3 separate regions of the Danio rerio genome follow, and regions 2 and 3 are each linked to region 1. The links are chromatin contacts, called in public Hi-C and Micro-C maps. All regions are on one chromosome and are shown on one strand. Each heading gives the region's core, a stretch centred on a gene start, on an enhancer-like site or on the middle of the called end of the contact. The rest is flanking DNA. Distances are from core to core; before and after follow the strand shown. Region 1 has its middle 55 kb from the start of klhl4. Region 2 has its middle 69 kb from the start of arap3. Region 3 holds the start of eef1g (eukaryotic translation elongation factor 1 gamma).

The links. A called contact is a pair of places that touch in the nucleus more often than the background predicts.
Region 2: a contact with region 1 is called in a Hi-C map of an unstated tissue, with 4 times the contacts expected there. The contact joins two enhancer-like sites. A contact is called at or near these places in 2 of 18 Hi-C or Micro-C datasets (caudal fin and an unstated tissue).
Region 3: a contact with region 1 is called in a Micro-C map of caudal fin, with 11 times the contacts expected there. The contact joins the promoter of eef1g here to the enhancer-like site in region 1. A contact is called at or near these places in 4 of 18 Hi-C or Micro-C datasets (caudal fin, embryo, hematopoietic stem cells and 1 more) and 1 of 4 datasets of contacts at active chromatin or transcription factors (caudal fin).

The regions. Positions count from the first base shown.
Region 1 is chr14:31,126,047-31,129,648 of GRCz12tu, forward strand. It overlaps a transcript of klhl4 not described here. Among named protein-coding and RNA genes, the nearest start is that of klhl4, 55 kb to the left of the region's middle. Within about 2 kb of position 1,600, at least 15 of the 62 cell types and tissues checked have an H3K27ac peak or open chromatin away from gene starts, as enhancers often do. A contact at or near this core is called in caudal fin, where this site is marked.
Region 2 is chr14:30,910,319-30,913,920 of GRCz12tu, forward strand. It overlaps a transcript of polr2g not described here. Among named protein-coding and RNA genes, the nearest start is that of arap3, 69 kb to the left of the region's middle. Within about 2 kb of position 1,558, at least 6 of the 62 cell types and tissues checked have an H3K27ac peak or open chromatin away from gene starts, as enhancers often do.
Region 3 is chr14:30,994,551-30,998,152 of GRCz12tu, forward strand. eef1g (eukaryotic translation elongation factor 1 gamma) reads left to right here and starts at 1,571. Exons shown (of 10, transcript NM_173263.1): 1 at 1,571-1,591; 2 at 2,393-2,551; 3 at 2,638-2,701. The coding sequence starts at 1,580. polr2g (RNA polymerase II subunit G) reads left to right here. Exons shown (of 8, transcript NM_199669.1): 8 at 43-884. The coding sequence ends at 56.

The DNA of each region.
Region 1 (3,602 bases), core at 350-2,849:
ATTTTTATGTTTTGTGGCAAGTAGCCATGTAAAAATAAAAATAATCCAGACAGTTGTTATTGCAGAATAAAGCCCAGTTTTATACAAAAGCCTTGTCAGCCTTTATTACTTTATACATTTTATTTATAAAATTGAGACAGTATTAAATTCACAAATAAAAAAAGAAAATAGTGATTTTAAAATTTACTTTAAACACTATTTAATGTGTTCTGCATGATTTTTTATTTTCCCACTTTGTATTGGAAACTAAAACTTATCTCTTTTAATGTTGCCATTCCTTTTCAAAAGGTTCAAAAGATGTTTAGGGACTGAACACCCTAAAACTGCTGCAGGTTTAATTTTGTCTTCGTTGTTGCATTTTGCACTTCAAAATGTGCCACACATTTTCTATTGTTGACAGGTCAGGACTGCAGGCAGGCCAGTCAAGTACCTGTATTCTCTTCCTCTGCAACCGCGGCTTTTTAATGTGTACAGAATGTGGTTTTGCATTGTCTTGTTGAAATATGCATGGGCATGCCAGGTAAAGAAGGCAGCATATTGTGCTACAAAATCTTTATGTACTTTTGAGCATTAATGGTGTCATGAATGGTGTCATCTTTGGTCCATCACATGACTTCCTTTTTTCCAAAAAAAAAAAAAAAAAAACTAAAATACTTATTCACCTAACCACATAACACATTTCCACTGCGTGATGGTCCATGCCAGATGCCTCGGAGCCCAGAGAAGTTAATGTCGCTTCTGGACACTGTTAACATAGGGCTTCCTATTGGCACTGTACAGTATTAACTGGAATTTGGGGGTGTAACTACACATTGTGTGTTAAAAAGAGCATTCCTCAGCCTCCTAGATTCATGTTTAGTTATTTTACCTTAAAAGCATTAAAATAAAAATTATTCATTGCTATCAAAGTGAAATCACTAAATCTACACACATGAGCCTAGAAAAAATAGACAGACAGACAGACAGATTGATTGATTTGATTTTTCTGTAACTGTTTTAAAGCATACTGGCTAACAAATTACTAACAAATTACACATCAACTTCCATGATCTACAGTAAATGACCCCAGTGTTCTGATGATTTAGTAAAACCTGTATATATTTGCAGGTTGTTTGCTGTGGGCGGACGCGATGGAAGCTCATGTCTGCGATCAATGGAATGTTTTGATCCTCACACCAATAAGTGGAGCATGTGTGCACCCATGTCGAAGAGAAGAGGCGGAGTGGGTGTGGCCACATATAACAGTTTCCTGTATGCCGTCGGAGGACATGACGCTCCAGCTTCAAGCCATTGTTCAAGACTGTCAGACTGTGTAGAGAGGTAAACTATCATAGCAAAGCATCTGAAAAAAAAACAAACAAAGCCAACACTTAATTATCTTCATTAAAATGACAACATAAGTCCACAAAATGCAGGCCTGGTAGATAGTTATGACTGCCAAATACTATAATTTGCACATTTATTTGAGATTTTGGACACACCTTACTTTCTTGTGAAATCCCTGTTACCTTGTTATTGAGCAATGTGGTTGAAAACCACAGTGAATTTGTAATCTGGTGTTATACACCTCCTGCTGGTGATGGTCCAAACTACAGCAAACAACTGCTGCAGTGAGGAATAAAACATGAGAGTCGATGATGACACAAAGCACACGCGCTTACACACACACAACTATGGATTAAAATGAGACCACTTGAAAATTGTCCAGGTTACTGTTGGGTGGAGAGAATTTATTTACTACACTGTTATAAATTTTATGATCAATTAGTCCTGACAGCATGTTTTTAGGTCATAGTAACTTTTTAAGCTACGCTAAATTTTTAGTTACGCAGGCTGTTTTAAGTCAGTTTAACATACTATAAGTTTAATAGACTCAAGGATAAAGGCTAATTTGATTCAGCTTAAAGCATTAAGGCAACCAGGATTTTTTTTTTTTTTTGCAGTGTAGTTTAAAAAGTCCACAATAAATTATGCTGTCTATTAAAAATCTAAAACAAAAAAAATTGCATTATTAAATTAAATATAAATAAATTAATAAATAAAAAAAAAAAAAATCAATGAACAACTACCATTAGAACTCCAAACTCATTTAACCTCATTACTCAGTTATTACTCTGCATGTTGAAAGCACAATATACTTCATTGTTAGGGATGATAATCACAGGGCTTGTGTGTTCAAAGGCTTCCACTGTCTAGATTACAGACTCGCTGCTTTTTAACTGCTCTATGCAATTATCTCTCATTTGATTCAGTGGCTTGTGCACAGGTTGCTGTACTGAGTCTCATACACTCAATGCTGCATTTACAGGTATGACCCTAAAACAGACACATGGACCACAGTGTCCTCTCTGAGCGTCCCGCGGGATGCAGTGGGGGTTTGTCTTCTGGGAGACAGGTTATATGCAGTCGGAGGCTATGATGGTCAGTCCTACCTAAACAGTGTTGAGTCCTATGACGCACAGAACAACGAATGGACTGAGGTGAGTGAACTGAGTTTCTGTTACTGGTGCATTTAAAACAGCAGCCTGCAACATATTTGATTCAAAGGGTTCACAATAATGTTTTTGTTTTACCGAATAAGCATTAAATAGTTAAAAAATTATTAATAAATAGATTGTATTTATCATTTCTGCCTATATAAAAATGATTTAGAGATTGTCTTGACTAGAGAACATAGGGGTATAAATATGAATCTACACAACGTTTGCAGTTTTGCACATTTTAATTAGTCTTTGTCAAACAGATACAGTCCTTAACATTGAGAACCACCTTAAATAATTAAATAAAGAAAACAAATAATAGAAAATAAAAAAACAGAACAAAATAAGATGCAAGGGGGTGTATTAAGACAGAATATTTAAAAATGCTTTATTTATTATAGACATTTTGTCAGCTTTAATTTTTTTCTTGAAGTTTAGTGTATATTTATTCATTCATTTATTCATTTTCCTTCAGCTTAGTCTCTATTTCAGCGGTCACCACAGCGGAATGATTCGTCAACTATTCCAGCATATGTTTTACACAACAGATGCCCTTCCAGCTGAAATCCAGTACTGGGAAACACCCATACACACTCTCTCACACACACACACACACACACACACACACACACACACACACACACACACACACACACACACACACACACACACACACACACACACACACACTACGGCCAAGCTAGTTTATTCAATTCACTCATACTGCATATCTTTGGAATGTAGGGGATCGGGACCACTGGAGGAAACCCTTCTTGCTGTGTGGTAACAGTGCTAACCATTGAGCCACCGTGCCTATTTATGTTTCGAAAGATACACAGAAAACTGTTGTTCAAGCAACAAATAATATTGTCTGAATTTTGGTTGATTTAATTCTTTTTAGATTTATACACCCACAAATTAAGTTTACCCAAAACATTCAGTTTACCCAAAATTAATATTCTATCATTTACACACTCTCGACTTATTTTAATTTGTTTCTGACAACACAAACCACTGACTGTTATTCTGAATCTTGGACCTTAATTATGAAAGAAAAAAAATTACCAACGTAAAGGCCTGAAGCACCAAAAGCGGCCCATATTAAAGTTCATTTTAACAGTA
Region 2 (3,602 bases), core at 308-2,807, 220 kb before region 1:
ACTTCATTGATTAGACCAGGGGTGCTCAATCCTGTTCCTGGAGAGCCACCTTCCTGCAGATTTCAGTTGCTACCTATATCAAACACACCTGAGCCAATTAATTAGGACCTAAACACCACGTGATAATTACAGGCAGGTGTGTTTGATATGGGTAGCAACTGAAATCTGCAGGAAGGTAGATCTCCAGGAACAGGATTGAGCACCCCTGGATTAGACGTTTCCCAAATCCGTCTTTCCAACAAATGTTCACAAAAAACTGTTATGTTAAGTCTCCAAAGCTTGTATATTTTTAGTCATTGCTTCAAAGTTTGTGAAAACAAAAAAACATAGCATACGTTGATGCTTTTATTTTATAGTAGGATATTTATTAAGAAATGTAGCCTACTGTATATGACATGGGCCTATTGGTTAGAACAATTCTGGAGTGGTTTGCATGTGTCAATTTGTAAAAGTAGACTTAAAAAAATAAATAAATAAACAATATCCTACTTAATCATCATCATCATCATCATCATCATTATTATTTTTAATATTATTATTAAAGTAGTTTTTTTTATTTCCTAATAAATAATAAATATTACATTTAATTTCCTTATAAATCGCCTTATTTATTTATTTATTTATATGATTTATATATGAGATTAGAATACATGTTAGCTTTTGTAAGTGATTTTATGTTTTAGAATAGAATATGTAATGTTCTCAAAAATATTTGTAAAGAAAATATAGGCTCCATACATTGCCATTTACATTTATTTCAATTAATTTGAAAAACGAATGCATGGTTTTTACCAAAACTAATATTGTATTTTTTTAATGATTGTGCATGTAAAACTATATAATTTGCACAAAAAAATGATGGGGTTCTTCTCTAAAGAAGTAGTTAGTCCACCCCGTTTAGAGCATCATTATGGGTGTTTTACATTATAACTAACGTGGTTCAAATGATGGATCTGCGACTACCCGTTTTGGGAAACACTCGTCACTACATCGTTCTTTTCCCATACGATGCATAGTACTGTGATAGTTCAGCAGTGAGTTACATCATTGTTTGGGAAACGCACCCCTTCATATTTCACAGATTCCTAATCTTTGATATTATTTGATGTTATTATGTGACAGGGAGCTTCCTGTAGTGCTGCACTTTAGTGTACATGCTCCAGACCGAAAGAAGTCTCCTACGTTTTGGATGACCTAAGGGTAAGAAAATTGGCATTGAATTTTCTTTTTTTTTGTGAACTGTCAATTTATTTGCTAAAGTGACAAAACTCATGTCTAAGAAAGCGATATCTTAGTTCAGACCAACAATAGTTATTAAACCAATGCAACAAGTCATCATTTGAATGCTTCTATAGTCTTTAGTTGTTTCTTTCTCTTTTGGCCTGCGGAATCGCTTTGAAAGCAAGTGTTGAGATGATGGACAGTTGTGGAGTGATGACACTGCTCAGTCTTCTTGCACTGGGCACCCTCTTGTGAGCAAACACTTATTGTTGAGTCTGTCTGGGTATGAGTACCCTGCTCTGAAAGGCTTCATTGAGTCCATGGATGAGTAACCTCGGGCCGCTGGCTCTTCAAAAGGAGCCTCTAGTGTGTCTTTGAAAGCAGACTCCTTCAATGTGAATCTGAAGGGGGACTCTACACCCATTTAGCTGTGATTTTGGAGTAAGCCTCACACTCTGGGTGTCTGACCCAATGGAGAGATAGGAGCTACAAAAAAGGTAAAGAAACCGCAGGCTTACCACAGAACAGGATCTCGTTTCAGTCTTGAGGAGGCGCTGCCTGTTTCCGAGCCCCCATGACAATTGGGTGTAATTGGGACTTTTGTCTGAGTAGCATTTCTTCAAAGGCAAGGGAGCCTCTCGGATAACCACCATTATAGTTGTCCTTTGGCCTGGTAATTAGGATATGAATTGGATGGTCACAAACCAAACCCTTAACACTCGTTTAATATGACCCTGGATGGAGTACAGTCCGACTCGTTTTGGATGACAGTGATCATAACAGTAAAATACTACTACACATACATAAAGCAGCGTTCAAAAGTCTGTTGACAGAGTTGACAAAAATGACATACTAAATATATTTAAATAATGGAGTAAAATTTCTAATTAAAAATCTGATTAAAAATAAATTTTGAATCATAAATTTTCAGGGAAGACCAATGGTCAGGATGAATACCAGTTGTGTTGTTGGCTTACATTGTTTGGTCCAGTCTGGATCCAAAAACTGCCCATGAACACCCCAAATGGACAGCAGCAGACTGAAACAAGAGCACGTGTTCTGCACCTGCGTTAAAGGATGTGATTTTCTCCAACTGCATAGGAAAGTAGTTGTCCAATTTCTTGTTCCACAATGGGAAACTGGAACTTAATAATCCACATTGTTTGCAAATATTTGAGAAATTATAACCGGTTTTAGTGTGTTCCTTCTTAACTTGAATTGTTTTCTTGTGTATGACACTTGTATGACACTCTGTTGTAGTTTTTTTTTAAATCTTGATCTGTAATTCATTGCTGAATAACCAGCCAGATTCTACATGCTGAATCGGTCCAACATGTTCTGATGTTAACCCAACAAGAAGCGATGTGTGGAACTCACCAAACCCACTAGCCTGACTGGCACTGAGCGACGGCCTAGACTGTTCAATGGCTGGTCGTTGGCTCAGTGTGTCTCTCTGTTTTTTCCACTACTTTATATTTTTGCTCTTTTGTGTCCTGCATGAATATGATTGCATATATTTAATTCGACTGAAATATTTGTTGAATTATTTAGCTCATATTATTATATAAAAAAAAAACTAGATGATGAGTATTTTCATGAAGATTAACTCATGTTTATGCTGTTTACATCACTGTTTTAAAGATTACTTGTACATTGTAGAAATGGTGCACAATTAACATAAGCGTGAAATGTTTTAAGTTTTGATATTAGATTTAGATAGTCACCAGGCTAGTTGTGGGTAATTTCTAATTGCCCATTATGCATTTTTTAGCAAACCTGGCTACCTTGGTCTCAAATCATTGGATCATTCTGAATAATAGAGGACATGAGGAGCTTTTGGGCTGCTATGTGAGAGATCCAAAAAAAGAAACATGCTACTCTTTTTGTCAAGACATCATAAGGTATTCCTTTTGAGCATCAGTTGTCATTCAAAACATTATCTAACACTAATTTTTTTGAATACCAATGATAGTCTTTAAAGACTTTAAAGACTTTAATTGTATTTCAGAGGGATTGTGCCAAAATCTGCCTGATATCACATTGTTTAAACCAGCTTCGCAAATTTGTGGAGTAATATACTTTAGTCATTCAAATGAATACGTCATTAATTGTTTCAGTTAATTTTTCATACATTTTATCTTTGCTGCTATTTGATATGCTTTATGCAATTGAATTAAGGTTCAAAAGTTCATACAATGTAAGCTTTTGGACAGACATTTTAGAAAAATGAAGGTCATCTAGGATCTATACTAGAACATTTAGTACTGATGCCATTGTACAAGTGCAGCAGACATAAAAATTTAATTCTCTGATTAAATGTGGATTTAATGACAGGATGAGATTAAGTGAGTACTTTGTTCAACATTGACTAGTCCATACAG
Region 3 (3,602 bases), core at 321-2,820, 130 kb before region 1:
TGATATCAAGCTTTTGTCTGAACATGTCTCTTATTCTTCTAGGTCTTGTGAGCTGATTCCTCTGCCGTGAATATGGGAAATTTGAGAGTTGTTGCTGTGGTGGTGATGATACTTAGTTTGTGTATATACTGTAATTATTTCCCTATTCATTTAGATTAGTTTTTCTTTTTTTCCATTTTCTGTTTTTATTGTCTCCTTTTATTAAAATGTTGGTAGTACAGTTTCAAGTTCAAATTTGAAACCAGATGAAGTCGAATGGGAACAAAGAGTAGCTCAGCAGTGGCTCTACATCACGTGTCGAACTCTGTTTCTGGAGGGCCGCAGCTCTGCACAGTGTGGTTCCAATTCTGATTAAACACACCTGATCCAACTAATTGAGTCCTTCAGGTAAATGTGTTGAAGCAGGGTTGGAACTAAACTGCAGTGCTGCGGTCCTCCAGTAACTGAATTTGACACCCCTGCTCTACATGATGGAAAATCCAGGGGTGTCCAAACTTAGTCCTGGAGGACAGGTGTCACTGCAACTTCCTCCAACTAACTGGCCTGGATGTCTAATATACCTAGAGCATACTTGGCTGGTTCATATGCATTTAAATGGGGTATGAACCAAAATATGGAGTACACTGTACCTCCAGGACCGAGTTTGGACACTCCTGACTTATTCTACAGCGAGGCAACAGAGAACATGGTATAATAAATATGCCTGTTGAAAAATGTTGAGCAGATTGACATGTATGTTTTGTAAGGACTGTAATTATTCATTACATTGTTTTTAGAGTTTTACAGTCTCCTTATATAAAGAGAATTTTTATATTTTTTTTTTGTAAATTCCTGTCTGTACCTATGTACTGCTCATTTGTAATACAGTACTCACAAAATTTTGAACACGTCTTTGTCTTGTGTCTTTTTTAAAGAAATGTGTATAAGTTGCTGATTTTTGCTACTCTTGTAATGTCTGATAACACATCAAAGAAAACAACTCTGACAAGAAAATGCATACAGATGGAACCTCCCAAGCATTGCCCAAGTAAAAAGATAACCCACTGCTTTTTACATTTTATTTTAAATGATTAAATAACGTTTTATTTTTCAGCAATTTTGTAAAAACTTGTAGATTTTTTTTAAAATTCTGAATTTATATTTTATAATTGCAAGATTATATTCCATTAAGATATTTTGTAAATTTTCTACTGAAAATATATCTAAAGTTTCTGGACACAAACAATATGTAAATTAACAATGAAACCAAACAAATTCGTTTTAAACTTGAATGAATTCACTGGAACGCAAAAGCTTTTGTCGGGCAGGGACAAATCTGTTTTCAAAATACTTTTTATAGTAGGGAAAAAACATTTAAAATATAATGTGTTTATTATTGGTTGAGACCATTGTAAACAAAGGTTAAGCAATTTTAATATTTATCCATGTTTTATAGGCAATTTCGCTGATGCTCCCAAATAAATTAAGTGGAGCACGTCCAGCTCTCACTTTGACACCCTTACTGCGTTTTATTTCTGCGACCGAACAGGCCTATACGTCACCAGCGCGCCGCTCGTTCTTCCTTTCTCTCGTCCTGAAGATGGCGGCAGGGGTGAGTAAGATGGGAGAAAACCCTCTGACGCCTGATATCAGCTCATCTCCATCTGCAATCACCCCATAATCACCCCAATCCTTATATCTACACATGTTTTCTCCGTTTAGAATGATTTAGTGGTCTTTTTTGTAGCTGTTGTGATGATTATTTCTGTTGTAAATACTCCCCACACCCCTTTATAAGGTGGTTAGAGTGATGACGGGCAGAAACAGCGCTACGCTCTTTGTGCCACGTTTCTTGTTTTTCTTACCCCTTTATGACGCTCATGTTTTGCTTTTTTATTTTCTAGATGACAAGAGGTCACGGTATTTGTTGTTAGCTTTTAATTTAGGAAAGTACAGCGCGTATATTGGCTGACTGAAAAGCGATTTGAGTTGATTAACGAGCGGTTCTCATTAATAAGACAAACAAGATTTTGTAGTTTAGTTAAAAGCACCTACTTGTGAATTTTCTTAGTGTCAAAACACTTAGAGATTTTGTTAGAAATTAAGTTTTTAAAGCTTGGTGCCACCCGTAGATTCATAAATAAATAGCAATTTCAGCCCTTCAGTGTCTTCTGGCAATATTGATTCTCTATTTAAATATGCAAACACTGTTTACACGCTGAGTGAGAAGTAATTTATTGCAGGGCAGTTTGCTGTCAGCTGTGTCTGGCTGAGGGAAAGTGCTGTGTAATGCTCTATGAGTGGTCTTAATGATGGGGCAGCTTCTGTTGGCACTGAGTTTGTGTTACAGAGGGCTGATGCCAAACAAGCAGCATCAGTTTCAGCAATTCAATCTTAAACCATGTTTCCGTAGACTCTCTACACATACCCAGAGAACTGGAGGGCCTTTAAGGCTCAGATTGCTGCCCAGTACAGTGGGGCTCGTCTGAAGATTGCGAGTGCCCCCCCTGCCTTCACCTTTGGGCAGACAAACCGATCCCCTGCTTTCCTTGGAAACTTCCCCTTGGGCAAGGTCAGTATTCTTTTCCTTTTCCCTGCATCTGTTTATATGCATTTTTGCAGAATGATTATATGATATTTTTATGCTCATTCATTTAGGTTCCAGCTTACCAGGGTGATGATGGCTTCTGTCTGTTTGAGAGCAATGCCATTGCTCACTACTGTAAGTAATCTTTATTAGAGCCTGTTTGCTATTGATCATTTAACAGGTTTTCTTGTTTAGTTATCTGATTTGATTAAATGGTATTATTTAAACATGGTCCCTCTTTCCATCTGCTACCAGTATGTTGTCATTGAAATTACAATTTTTAAATTACAAAAAAAAAAAAAACATTACTATGACTTATTTTAAATTTACCAACAAAATACATTAATCCTTTGTCTACTTCAATGGTTCATTGTTGACGATGTGGGTACCTCACACTAAATAAGATTTTAATGCTTGTATACTCTGAGTGTCTGCGGGGTCTTAAAGTATTAAAAGTTGATAAAACAATCATGAGAAAATGAAGCCCTTTAAAAATTATTCAAGTTATAATTGCGTTTTCGCAAGGTCTTAAATGTTGTGCAAAGTGTTTGACTTCAAAAAAGCATAAATACATTATTTTCCTCCTAGTATTAACAACGGCGTGCTGGATCCATGGTTTTGGTTTGGGCTGGGTTGCAACCGGCCAAGCTCTTTCGTCCGGGTTATGTCACGTAAATTACGACAAACGCGGGAATGTGATGTGATGCTCTCCACTTGTATCAAAATCATAAAGTAAAACCGATGTCAAAATGGGAAATTGCAAGTTTGCATACTCCTGGTTGAAGAAAGACTAGTTTAAACAGTGGCTGAAACCTGTCACTGAAAACAACCGCGCAATTTATTCCTACAAGCTTAGTTTTTTCAGAGCTTATCTGAGTTCTGTTGTGTTTGTGCGCCATTGATTTATTTAACTACAACTGTTTAATAAGGTGAAGGTTCGATACTGATTAGAACTTGAAGTGGTGATGAGGTCCTAAATTATTTCGAGAAGGTCTTTTATATGCACATTAAAATTCTCTTTAGGATTCCTATCTTC